2 separate regions of the Mus musculus genome follow, and region 2 is linked to region 1. The links are chromatin contacts, called in public promoter capture Hi-C maps. All regions are on one chromosome and are shown on one strand. Each heading gives the region's core, a stretch centred on a gene start, on an enhancer-like site or on the middle of the called end of the contact. The rest is flanking DNA. Distances are from core to core; before and after follow the strand shown. Region 1 holds the start of 1600020E01Rik (RIKEN cDNA 1600020E01 gene). Region 2 holds the start of Cnbp (cellular nucleic acid binding protein).

The links. Capture Hi-C pulls out chosen DNA fragments and counts their contacts.
Region 2: a promoter capture Hi-C map of liver shows a contact between it and region 1, with 2.6 times the contacts expected there. The contact joins the promoter of Cnbp here to the promoter of 1600020E01Rik in region 1. A contact is called at or near these places in 1 of 39 promoter capture datasets (the C10 cell line), 1 of 484 Hi-C or Micro-C datasets (CD4 T cells), 1 of 115 datasets of contacts at active chromatin or transcription factors (astrocytes) and 3 of 9 other capture datasets (adipose tissue, liver and macrophages).

Annotation. Positions count from the first base shown.
Region 1 is chr6:86,523,746-86,529,933 of GRCm38.p6, forward strand. 1600020E01Rik (RIKEN cDNA 1600020E01 gene) reads left to right here and starts at 3,585. Exons shown (of 5, transcript NR_037960.1): 1 at 3,585-3,688; 2 at 4,146-4,229. Pcbp1 (poly(rC) binding protein 1) reads right to left here and starts at 2,444. Exons shown (of 1, transcript NM_011865.4): 1 at 735-2,444. The coding sequence starts at 2,170. The coding sequence ends at 1,100. It overlaps Gm38676 (a long non-coding RNA gene), which reads left to right and starts at 5,019. Exons shown (of 2, transcript XR_869219.1): 1 at 5,019-5,661.
Region 2 is chr6:87,846,785-87,853,058 of GRCm38.p6, forward strand. It overlaps Cnbp (cellular nucleic acid binding protein), which reads right to left and starts at 4,322. Exons shown (of 5, transcript NM_001347325.1): 1 at 4,120-4,322. It overlaps Gm44064 (WAS/WASL-interacting protein family member 2), which reads left to right and starts at 2,718. Exons shown (of 2, transcript XM_030255689.1): 1 at 2,718-2,723; 2 at 3,576-5,529. The coding sequence starts at 2,718. The coding sequence ends at 4,454.

The sequences.
Region 1 (6,188 bases), core at 2,335-4,834:
TCATTTGAACACCCTGGACTGGTCTACATTCCTGGGAGGACTGTCCCACTTAGGCAGGATTATTTCCTGCAGTAATTAACTATTGCACACAGCTGAGGAAAATCACAAAAATACCCCTTTGTTTCCCGGCACCTCGCTTGACAGGTGTAACCTTCTGACGGGCTACTTGCCACAGGTGCATGGCTCCCTCCCCACGTGGTCCTTCTGTTGGGGTCAGCCCAGACTCAAGGCCCTCCAATCCCCCCCCCCCTTGCAGCTGTGGCCCTCCTTTCCCCCCTTGTGCTTCCCCTTCCTCCTAGTCCCTGCCCCCCACCCCCACAAGCCTTCCCACAGATTATTTTATTGTTCCTGGCCAAGTTTGCCCCGCGGGATGGGGGTAGCGGACAACGGGCTAGACGCTCTCCATCCACCCTGTCCTGCTGAACGGGCAGTTTTTCCACCCGAGAAAAACCTGTATCTTCCACCAGAGAAAAAGGCAGAGGCCTCTCTGGAACTAGGTTGGATATGTCACTCCCAGGAAGAGACCCATCTTTTGTAAACATCCCAAAGCAGGCCCAACCTGCCGTTCCTTTGTTGGGGCAGAGGGAGGGGAATCTCAGCGATAAGGCAAGAAAAGCTTGCAAGGAACAAGGGCGGGCCACCCTTCTCCCCCTGGCCGCCAAGCACCCCATACTTAAAACAGGGAAGGGAAAGAAAGCAGCAACCGAAGAATTTAAGATAGGAATTCCCAGCTTTCAAATACGAAGCATTTTTAACCAATCCATTTGTTTAATTCTTAAATTCTTGACATTACAGAACTAAACTGAAATTTATTAACATTCCACTCTTACATTTCTTATCGACAAACAGAAAATAAAATCCATGAGCCAAAAAAACCCAAACGAAACTAAAAACAGGGAAAAGCTTATAAAACTAAATATGGATCCCAGCATTAACGGCTGAACAGAGAATGTGATTTTTCTTTAAATTCTTAGCGGATGATAAAGTGTAGAAACTGAACACTTACAAATTATTTAAAACCTGGAATTACCGACCAGAAATTACACAGTTGGATCATGGGAAACAGCAGGAAGGGGGTTACGAGCGAACCTACGCTGTTCTAGCTGCACCCCATCCCCTTCTCAGAGGAAAGCCTGGCATTGATTAGATACTGGGCCAGGCTAATACTGGCAGCCGAGCCAGTAATAGTGACCTGCCTTCCAGAAGAGCCTTCCACCGGGTTGGCAATTTTGATCTGGGCCCCGGACATCTGGCGGATCTCATTGATGTTGGCGCCTTGGCGCCCGATTATGCAGCCGATTAAGTTATTTGGAATGGTGAGTTCATGGGTGGTTTGAGTAGATGCATCCAAACTTGCCCAATAGCCTTTCACCTCTGGAGAGCTGGAGTCAATTCCGGCGAATCCCGTCCCGCCGTGCATCATGGCAAAGTGAGACTGTTGTCTTGCCACCTGGTTCAGCTTGGCCAGATCCAGCGGAGAAATGGTGTGTTGTCCTTGAATCGAGTAGGCGTCTAGAGGTGGTCCCTCCAGGTCGTGGGTGGCGTGGGGGTAGCCCGCCGCGTCGCTGCAGCGATCTTGGCCGCCCGCGCAGATGACTGGCGAGCTGGCCGGCATGGGCTGGTACGGGATGGTCATGACTCTCCCCTGTGGAGACTGGGAGAGCGTCTCCAGCATGACCAGGCAGATCTGCTTCACACACTCGGTGACGGACTGCGGCACGCCGGCGATAGTGATAGCCCGCTCGGTCGAGTTGGGCAGCATATCCCCCGCCACCTGGACCTGGGCCCCGGTGCTCTCGCGGATCTCCTTGATCTTGCAGCCGCCCTTGCCGATCAGGGAGCCACACTGGGTGGCGGGCACGACCAGCCGAAGTGTGACCGGGGGCCTGCTGGCCGCCGTACTGTTGGTCATGGAGCTGTTGATATCTTCCTCCAGCTTGTCGATGATCATGGCGAAGGCCTTAAAGATGGCATTGGTAGGCCCAGTCAGCGTGATGATCCTCTCCGGGCAGTTCCCCTCCGAGATGTTGATCCGCGCGCCGCTCTCCTCGCGGATCCTCTTCACCGACTCCCCTTTCTTCCCGATGATGCTGCCTACTTCCTTTCCGTGCATCAGCAGCCGAATGGTGAGAGTCACGTTGAGTCCGCTTTCAGTCACACCGGCGTCCATGGCGAGCGGCGGGCGGCGTTCGGGAGTTGGGCTCGTTACGTGGTCAAGTCCTGGGCGGCTGGCGGGGGAGGGGAGGAGTAGGCCCGAACTGCCGGCGCGAGGCGAGCGGGGGGCCGCAGGAGCGGGCGGGCGCGGGCGGGAGGCCGCGGCGGCGTCGCAGGACTGGCGGCGGCGGCGACGGGGGCGAGCGGGACCGGGAGCGGTCGACGGGCGGGTGGGCGAGGGCGCGGCGGTGGCGACTCCGGCGGCAGCCTCGGCGGTCTGGGCGGGGCGGGAAGCCCGCTTTCAACCCCGCGTACCCTCTGACCCCGGAAGTGCTTTCCGCGCAGGACCCCTAGGAGAAAAAAAAGAGGACCGGCTTTTTTAGGTCACAAGACTGCGCCAGCGCGCGCGACCCTTGAGAAAAATAACCCGGTGGCACCGCCGTCGGGTTGAAAACGGACAACGTGGGCAAAACTGGGGACCCGGCAGAGATTGAGAGGGAGCACGTGTTTTGTTAACCCTAGCGGCTCCGGCAGGGGACTGGGAAAATATACTGGTTTTGTGCCGGGGACAGATAATTGTTTCCCGGTCCGCCCAAGGATTCGATGGCGGAGCGATACAGGCATCGGCGGAGGCCGCTGCAGGCGGGAGCTAGGCCGCCGCGGGTCGAAAACGTGCGCGGGAGGGGACCAGGGCGCATGCGCGGCAGCGAGGGGGGGCGCGAGCGGCCCGCGTTGGCTTCCGTGGGGGGAGGGGCGGCGAGGCGAGGCGCGGCCCGGCGGCTGTGCACGCGCTCTGCTGGGCACGTGGGGCCCCTTCGTCCCCGGCGTCCGGGCGCCTGGTCCCAGCCCCCACCTTGGCCTCCGTCCGGCGGCTGCGTCCGCGACGCAGAGAGACTCGAGCGAGAGTCACCCGCCCCGGCGAGTGCCGCTCGGGCTAGTGGCGTTAGGAACGGGGGCCGCTGGAATGGCGTCCACTTACATAATGCTTTGTTTGCACTTGGTCGGCTCCGGTTAGGGAAGCCCTCGGAGGCGCTACCTCCTGCCCTCGTGTTTTATGTCCCACGATAGTTCCCGAGACCTTAGAGGAGCGGTGCGCACTGACGGCGTGCCGGCATGGCCCCCCGCATGTCCGCGCTGGCTCGCCCGCCGCCTGGACCACGCTTTCGGGAGGCGGCCAAGCCTGGGCGCCGCCGCCATCTTGGGAGGTCGCCCTGACCGAGGCCTCCCGCCGGGAAATGGCCCTCGAGACGCTGGAGAGCGCCTTGTGCTTTCTTTGCCGGCTCCTCGTGCCGCCGCCATAGTCAGCCTGGAGGAGGTCGTGTGAAGGAACGTGTTGTTTAATACTTGGCCGAAAGGACCAGCGTGGCGTTCCTCACCCCACCGCCACCCCACCCCCGAGCGGGGAGGGCTGGCGGCCATGTTTCCCAACAAAATGGCGACACGTGTCGCCATCGAAAAATTGGGCCGGGTCTGAAAGCTCTAGAATGTGCCTTTCATCAGTCTCAGAATTTCCCATAGGATGAAACAGCAAGAGGTGCTTTTGGAAGAAAGTTAATTCCCTTGGTGGGCAGGAGAATAAATAAAATGCAGGCCTGACACGGGATTTTTAAAAAACTGAGTAATGGCAGGCAGGTGTGTGCCTGTGTGTGTGCGTGCGCGCGTGTGTGCACAGTATGTAACCAAGTACCCAAGCATCTAGAAAAAATTTCTAGTTTTTTTCTAGATGTTGTACAGGTGGTGCTGTAACTGATTTAAGATTGTTATGCCTAATAAGCCATAGAATGGCAATGTCTCACTATTCAACTGTCCAGTGATCCTAAAGTTCACAGTTATGTCCACTTTTCCACCTTTACAGTCAAGAGGAACAGATTGTGGGTGTGGGTGTGCCACAGCAGATTCCATTCTAAACATTTTATCCCATGCAATATATATTTTTTTTAATTGAAAATTCCATGAAGTGGGTATTTATTTCTCTTTCTTTTCCCCAACAGAGCAAGACAATCCCAGAGAGATGAATGAAGTGAATGACCCAAGGTTACACAGGATGGAACCTATATCTTCTGATTTCTCTACTGGTGAGCACCTTTTGCAGATTTTTTTATTTGAATCAGAGTTTTAGAATTTAATTTTGCTGAGCTGGTTATCAGACATAGGATCTCTAACTTTTTAGCCAAGCTGTCTACCACTACGCCACAGTTTTGTGTGTGTGGTTTTTTTTTTTCAGTGCAGAGGCACTGAGCTCTGGATCCTCCTGTCTCACTTCACAAACACTGGAATGACAGGATGTGCCACCACTGGCATGTTGAGGGCATGGTAGGAAACACCTTTAATCCCATCACTGGGGAAACAGAAACAGGTAGATCTTTGAGAATTTGAGGCCAGCTGGGGCTACAAAGTGATACCCTGTTTCAAAAAAAAAAAGAGAAAGAAAAGAACTGACTTGTGTGAACTTGTCATTTCTAAAGGAGCCACTCAGAACCCCCCCCCCCCCCCCCCCCCCCCCCGCCCCGCACCTGTTTGTATGTTCCGTGCCTTCACTTATTCCTGGTGTTAGTGACATTTGTTTAGGCTCAAATATTATTTTACAAAGCCTCTGGATGAGGACAGGAAGAGGATGTGATTCAGGCTTGCCCAAAAGTTCAGTATCTGTTCATCTGGCCTCATCTGAGGCCCATTTCCCTCCACCTGGCTCCAAGGGAGCAAGCGAGCAGTTCCCTAGAGACTTGCTTTCCTCAGTTGCTTGTGGATGGATTTCTGGTTTCTCCATCCCAGTCCTTTAAGCAGATAAAATAAGTTACTTTACCTGGTTCCAATCATCTATTTCTCTTTAAATATTGACAGAGCATGGAGGAATATTAGATAAATCATAACTTGTGACTCCTCAAACCATGCGGCCTTCACTATTCAGTGTATTCAATTAAGTTCAATGTAGGTCATAAATCAGCTTTTTTCGTAAAAGCAGCACAGATGCATGTGGTATGGAATTATAATTACAGAGAGGTTATAACCTTCATTTAAATTTGTTAAATACTCATGGAAATGAGTGTATAGTTAGGTATGTTTAAATTTATTAAACTCACCTGGTCTAGAAGGTGAGGGTACTTCTCAGGAATAGACTCAAGCTCCCAATTAGGTCAGCTATTTCTACCCATAATTCCTAAAATCATGTACTGAAGTCTGCAAATAGCTATTTATTAGGCTCACATTTAAAAATTAGGTTGGGTTTTTGTTGTCTTGTTTTAAGACAGGGTATCGCCATGTAGCCCTGGCTAGCCTGGAACTTCTTTTGCAGACCAGGCTGGCTTTGAACTCCGAGCGATTCATCTGTCTGTCTCTGCCTCTCCAAAGTTCTGGGAATAAAGATGTGTAGCACCACACATGGCAAGCAAAAGAAGACTTGGGGGTTTTTTTGTTGTTGTTGTTTTTCAAGAAAGAGTTTCTCTGTGTAACAGCCCTGGGGCTGTCTTGGAACTTAGTCTATAGACCAGGCTCAGCTTGTACTCCGATGTAGGTAGTGGATAGCGCAACAAACATGTACTGGAGTGGCTGTGGCTGTGTGGGTGTCGGAGAGAAGAGCTTTTTGATTGAAATTACATTTAGATCACATGTCAAACTTTTCTTTTTTCTTATATATTTTTAAAATTTTTGTCTTTTTTATTTTTTGGATTTTTTTTTTTTAAGATTTATTTATTTATTATATGTAAGTACACTGTAGCTGTCTTCAGACGCACCAGAAGAGGGCATCAGATCTCATTACGGGTGGTTGCTGGGATTTGAACTTTGGACCTTCGGAAGAGCAGTTGGGTGCTCTTACCCACTGAGCCATCTCACCAGCCCTGTTTGTTTGTTTTTGAGACAGGGTTTCTCTGTGTAGCACTGGCTGTCCTGGAACTAACTCACTTTGTAGACCAGGCTGGCCTCGAACTCAGAAATCTGCCTGTCTCTGCCTTCCAAGTTTTTGTCTTGTTTTGTTTTGTTCTTGTTTTTGTCTTTTGAGACAGGGTTTCTCTGTATAGCCTTGGCTTATTTATTTT
Region 2 (6,274 bases), core at 3,072-5,571, 1.3 Mb after region 1:
CTATGTTAATGTCTTCAATTAAGTACTCACTAAGGGTACATCACCCAAACTTTCTCAAATCATAGGTGTGATCCTATGCATGCAGATTTTTAGGAGCAAAGGCTTTTGCTTTCAATAGGGATCAAGGCTCAAAACAACAAACTAGTCAAACAAACAAAAATCCCTCCAGGCTGGAGATTGCTCAACAGTTACAAGTACTTGCTGCTTGTGGAAGGACTAGAATTCCCTTCCTAACATTGGCATGGCTCCAGTTCCAGGACACTGTACACCCTTCTTCTGACCTCCACTAGCACCAGCTACAACACATATGGCACACACATGCAGACAGAGTCATATAAAATAAAAGTGCTAGTAAAAAGAGCAAATCAAGGAGGTTCTAAGTGGAGGGAAAAAGTATCTAAAAATCGAAGAGTAGTTGAGAATTCCCACCAGAGGTAACTAAAATGAGCCAGCAGCCAAGCCTCTGTCTTACTGTTATTTGTCACACAAGCTCAGACCTCTGTAGAATTACTATCTCGAAGTGCTACATAAAATGACAATATGAAATAACAAAATATTGGGCTGGAACTGTAGTTTAGTATAGTGTTGGCCTAGCATTCTTGAAGCCCTGGGTTCCATCTCTAGGACATAGGCACAGACAGACACAGACACACACACAACCTTAAAAGAAAGAAAATGTAAAAGGCAGTATTATCGGGCTCAGTGGCAGGTGCAACATAGGCTGCATATGACTCTATTCCAAAAAGAGTTGGGGAAGGTAGAAGAAATAAATTAAAAATGATTCCAGTGTCTCACCTATTGTAGTTTTTATTTGGTTTATCTAAACGAATAGATACTTTCTGCATTGAGGTTTAAATTACATATAAGAAGCAGCATGTATGTGTGTATTCTCCTTTATCACTTAGCTAGCCTTAGTGAATTTAGAGGCAAACTGTTGACATCTTGTCAGTACGAGGTTCTACCTGTATGGCTTTAATAGGTAAGTCACTTGTTCTCAGATTTGTTGTTGTTCTGTTTATTATTGTTTTTTTTTTTTTTCCGAGACAGGATTCTCTTTGTAGCACTCTGTCTTGGAAGTCTAGACCAGGTTGGCCTTGAATTCAGCCTGCCTCTGCCTCCCTAGTGCTGGGGTTAAATGAATGTGCCACCAAACCCAGCCACCCTGTTTCCTTGTTAAAAGGGAATAAGGATACATAACTTGAAGAGTGGTTAAGATAGTAGACTATGTAATTATGGCTGACATAGTAGATACTCAGCTATTAAGCCTTTGCACAGGTAGTCAGGACATGCAGATACAGATAAAATTAACCAAGGTCAGAGTAGTGAATTATAGGGTAAAACAGTTTTCTTATGGTTGGTACTCTTATTTTTCATCATGGTGGCCAGAATCAGGTAACAGACTGTATCTTGCTTTTTATTATATCTAGTTTGTTACAACAACAGAGTGTGGTATTGTGGTGCCATGCCAATTTATTGGAGCATAGATGTATGTTCAGAGGGCAAGAACTGCCCTGTGGTCTCAGTATAACAACTGTGATAAGGCAAGGATAACCCTTTGCTTGGGAAATAGAACTTAAGGGTCTAGAGGATAAAAATGGATATAAATCACTGTGTTAAGAAGGCCAGATGAAATAGTAAAGTTAGCTCAACACACATCATAGTTGGTGGTGAGGGCCCTGTATCTTTGAGGTGATATAACAAATGGGTAGCCAAGTTAACTGGCTAACCTGAACTTAACCATGATTCTGGGATCTTTTTATACTGCTAAGATACTAGCAAGAGGAAGAGAACACACATCTGTTGTCTAACAGCAGTGAAAAGGAGTGTTCTGGGTTTGGACATAGGAGGCAGTCCTCAAATTTAAGAGATGGGCCTCAGTTCTGGTATTAAATGAGTGTGTCACCACTCCTGGATTTTCCTGCCCTTTTAAAACAAGTTTATTCTGTAGCCTAGGCAGGCTTCAAATGTATTTGCAATCCTGTCCATCCTCCCCAAGTACTGGGATGGAATAGGCCTTTATCACCACACCTGGCTTGTATTCATAATGTGCAAAGCCTTCCTATTTGCATGAGGCCATAAGTTCACTTTATTATCCCAAGTATTTAGCAACCTGAAGTTAGACAGTGCCAAAACAAGAGCCCTATTAAGTGAGGCAGTGTGGAAAAGAGCATTCTCCACATAGTCAGCCAGGGTGCCTTGCTTGGTGTTAGTACTCTGGTTCTCAACTTACTGTCAGGAGGGAGTAGAGGGAGGCAAAATCTCTCTGGAAATGCATTCACCTAACAATCACTCCAGCAGTGCCTTATTCACTATATGTTTTTAGGTCTAAAAGGTAAAAAGCCATACATCATTACAAAATCTTAACATTTGCAGTTGTTCAACTGCCAGAATATAAGCCCTTGGTCTTCAGCTGACTTGGCTTAAAACATTTTACAAACTGCACATCTCTTTGAAATAATTTACCTCTTGGTATTAATATGAAAATAATCCAAATACAATAATTTCCTAATGTGAAGTAGGAGGTAAATAGCCAGATATCGTACTGTTAAGAGTTTTAAAAACTTGTTACGAGTTGTAATTTGAGGGAAAAATTAAGCCCTTAATTCAGCCCTTGGGATTCCAATAAATTATTCCTTTTATAGTCCAGCATACAAAGAGTTCCTTGTAGACAAGCAGCAAACTTAAGCTTTAAAAGAAAAAAAAAAGCACCTAGGACTATGCGGGTTACAATTTGATAAGCTTGAATTTTAACCAAAGTAACTTTCAGTTTTTCAGACTTAAAGAATAAAGTGATAAGGATCACAGTTTATGTATCTTTTTTTAAAACTTTCAAAATCTTAAATTCAATATATACTAGGAGCAAATGGCTAACAAATTTGCAAATTTAAAATTAATCCATTGTCATAAGTCTCTCCAGAATTGGGTCAAGCAACAGGAAATGGTAATTTTTATCACATAAAACTACATCTGGGGGTAAATTGGGGATATAACTTAATTCCCTTTTACTTTAATGCAGTCAGATTGAGTGTCGTGGTTTCTTGTCTATTTTGTGTCTTCAAGAATATTGCAAAAACCTAACCAGCCGATTGCTGTGCAATGTCTCCTTTTCCAAGACCCCCACCCCCACCCCAGATGTAGTCACTTCCTCTGAAAGTGCCTGGTGGCCGAGGCCATGTGCTTGACATGTGGCAACAGGCAAAAGGCTTCACCTATAAAATCAACACCTAAACCCAAGTGAGAACGATTAAACCGTCCTAAAACAGGTTTTCACGGTAATGAAAAATCTAGATTGATCTTTGCCAACTCTACTTCCGAGGCTTTCTTGTAATTTATATCCATTTAATCCGAGAAATATTGGCAAGGACTTCTGCCACCCTGATGGCCTTAAAGGCCTGACAACCTACGGGTCCTATCCACCCGGTTCCCGCTCCATTAAAAAAAAAAAGGGGGGGGGGGGGTGAGGGACCTAAGACTTGACTCTCATCGATCCAGGGAAAGGTGGTTTCTTTTGACTAACGATGTCGAATAAGCTGCTTAAGAATACGAACTACAAGAAATCAGGAGTTTGAATAAAGGTCGCCAGTACAGAGAACCGAATCCAGACTCCCAAGCCTTACAGCGGCGTGCGCGGGCTTCGTCACAGGCCAGGTCCTGAGGCCCCGCAGCCGCTGGCACATGGCCCGCCAGGCCTCCACCGGGCGCTCGGCCTGGGGACCTCCACCTCGACCAGGCTCTCGCCCCCGCCACACCGCCCCGTTCCAGGAGTTCCCGCCACACTGGCCCTCGGCGCTAGGCCCGCGCGCGACTCTCCTCGCCTCGGCCCCAAGGGCGCCGGGCCTCGTCGCCACACGGATGAGGCCTGCGTGGCCCTCGGGGCCAAGAGAGGGCCCCACGCTCCAGCCCTAGTGCCAGCGCCGCAGGACGGACAGGACGCCCGCCACAGTACGGCGGGCCAGAAACTGGAGCCGAGACGCCGCTCGGGCCGAGCCCCGCGCCTGACGCAGCAGGGCGCAGGCCGAGGTGCGGCCGCCATCGCGCCTCGCAGTTCCGGCCCTCCGTCCGTCTCGGCCGCACCAACCCCGCCACCTCCGTTGCGCAGGCTACACCCTCGCCTCTCACCTTCGGCGTCTGAGCTGCCCACAGCGGAGGAGACTCGGACGAAGAACCAAGAAGGCGACTCGCAAAGCAGCGGCTGTTTATTTTCAGGGTCCTTGCCTGCGCCACACGCGGGTCTGCACACGGCCCCACACACGCCGCTGCGCACGGCTCTCCTCCGCCTCGCCCACGGATCCAATCAGCGCAGGAAGCCAGGCCAGCCAATCAGAATCGCCCGCTGGGAGCGCGGCCTCGCGCGAGGGCGGCAGGGGCGGGGCGGACTGCTCCACGCCCAGCCTCTTCCGGCCCGCAGCGCTCGCGGCCTTCCCGCCCGTACCTGGGTTCCGTGTCTACGATGAGTGGTTCGCTGCTTTCCTACTAGCAGTTCGTCCCTCGAACCTTTGCTGGTTCTCTCCAGCCTACGGGGCTGATCCGGGCAGTGGTCGCAGCTTGCGGGAGCCAATCTCCCCCTGCCCGGCCTCCCCTAAGCCTGGTGGGGCTCAGAAGCAGACCAGGTTCCAATACACACACACTTAGGTTTGGGGGAAGGTCTTAGTGGCCTGATCATAGAAGCGGCTGTGGCTACCGTTACGGTCCATGAGATGCGTTTGGGTTTTGTGTTTCCTGGGTATAAACCGACAGCGCGCTGCTAGTGCCCCTGGCTTGCAATAGCCCCAAATGAAAATGCCTAATGAGGTTGAAGATGGTGACAGGTGATTTGTGTCACAACACTTCTTGTGACCCATAATGAATGACATCCCTAGGATTTGTGGATGAGAGGAGGCCAAGAAAGTTATTGCCTGGGCTGCCCCATTCAGGAGTGACCGTCGTTTGCATTTCATGGTGTCTCCAAAATAGATTGTGTGTGTAGTCATAGGTCCTCAAAGCAGAAGATAAATTTTTCCTGTAAGTCCTGGGTTTGATTCCCTAGCGTTACCACACACCCTGAAGACAATTTCTATATAAACTAAAGCATTCTAGAACTCTGTCCCGTTTTAATGATTTTTTTAATACAAACATGAAGAATCTGGAAATCTCAAGTCTCTTGAGTTCTAAAAAGTACTAAAATTTGTCTAGATTTTAGTTTCCGCTAGCGACTTACTCTTTAAACTTACACATGGGCCTGCAGAAATGACTTAGAAGTTGAGAGCAGCCAGGCGTGGTGGTGCATACCTTTAGTCGCTTGCACTTGAGAAGTAGAGGCAGTAGGATCTCTTGTCAGTCCAAGTTCATCTAATCTACATAACAAGTCCCAGGTCAGCCATAGCTACATAGTAAGACCTTTGGGCTGTAGATATGGTTTAGAAGAGCATTTGTCTCGCACAAGACTCTAGATTCCATTTCAACAGAAGAACAAAATGTTCAACCATAGTCAGACCCAGTCTCAAAATAAGCAAAAAAAAACAAAAACAAAAAACAAAAAAAAAAAAAAAACACCAGCAACAACACATGCTGCTATTGAAGAGAACCAGAATTCAGTTCCCAACACCTATATCCTACTAACAACTACATATAACTCCAGGTCCAGAGGATCTAATGTCCTCTAACTTAGGAGGTGCACATAAATATACCCAGCCACATACACATAAATCTTTGTTGTTGTTCTCGTTGTTTGAGGCAGGGTCTCTACATGGCCCTGGCCATCCTGCAACTCACTACTCATAGACCATGCTGATCTTGAACTCACAGAGCGTTGCAGATAAAGCAACTGCAGACAAGCAGCATCTTCATAAATTCTAGCAGTGAGTATGTATAAGGCAAAGCTATATATGAAGCCCCTACTGCTTCAAAACACGAGAACCCTAAACTGCTTTTTGCTTTTAAGACAGGATCTCACTATGTAGTCTTGCCTGGCCTCGAACTCAAAGATATCTGCCTGCCTTTACCTCTTTCTACTAGAATTAAAGGTGCATGACATCATACCAGTCTAAATTAATAATTTTTTGACTTGTTCCTAATTTACCATTTTAAGCACAATCACACATAAACTGTTTGATCTTTCTTTTAGGCCCAGGGATGGAATGTTTCTTATATTAAAAATTGCTTTGAAACTGGGCGTGGTGGTGTGACAACTGATGACTCTTCACTTGGCGCCCAACATTCTCTAATTATCACTATTCATGGAACCAGACTGGCCATGAGGCACTGTGATAGTTGGCAAGGAGATCTATAATGGAAG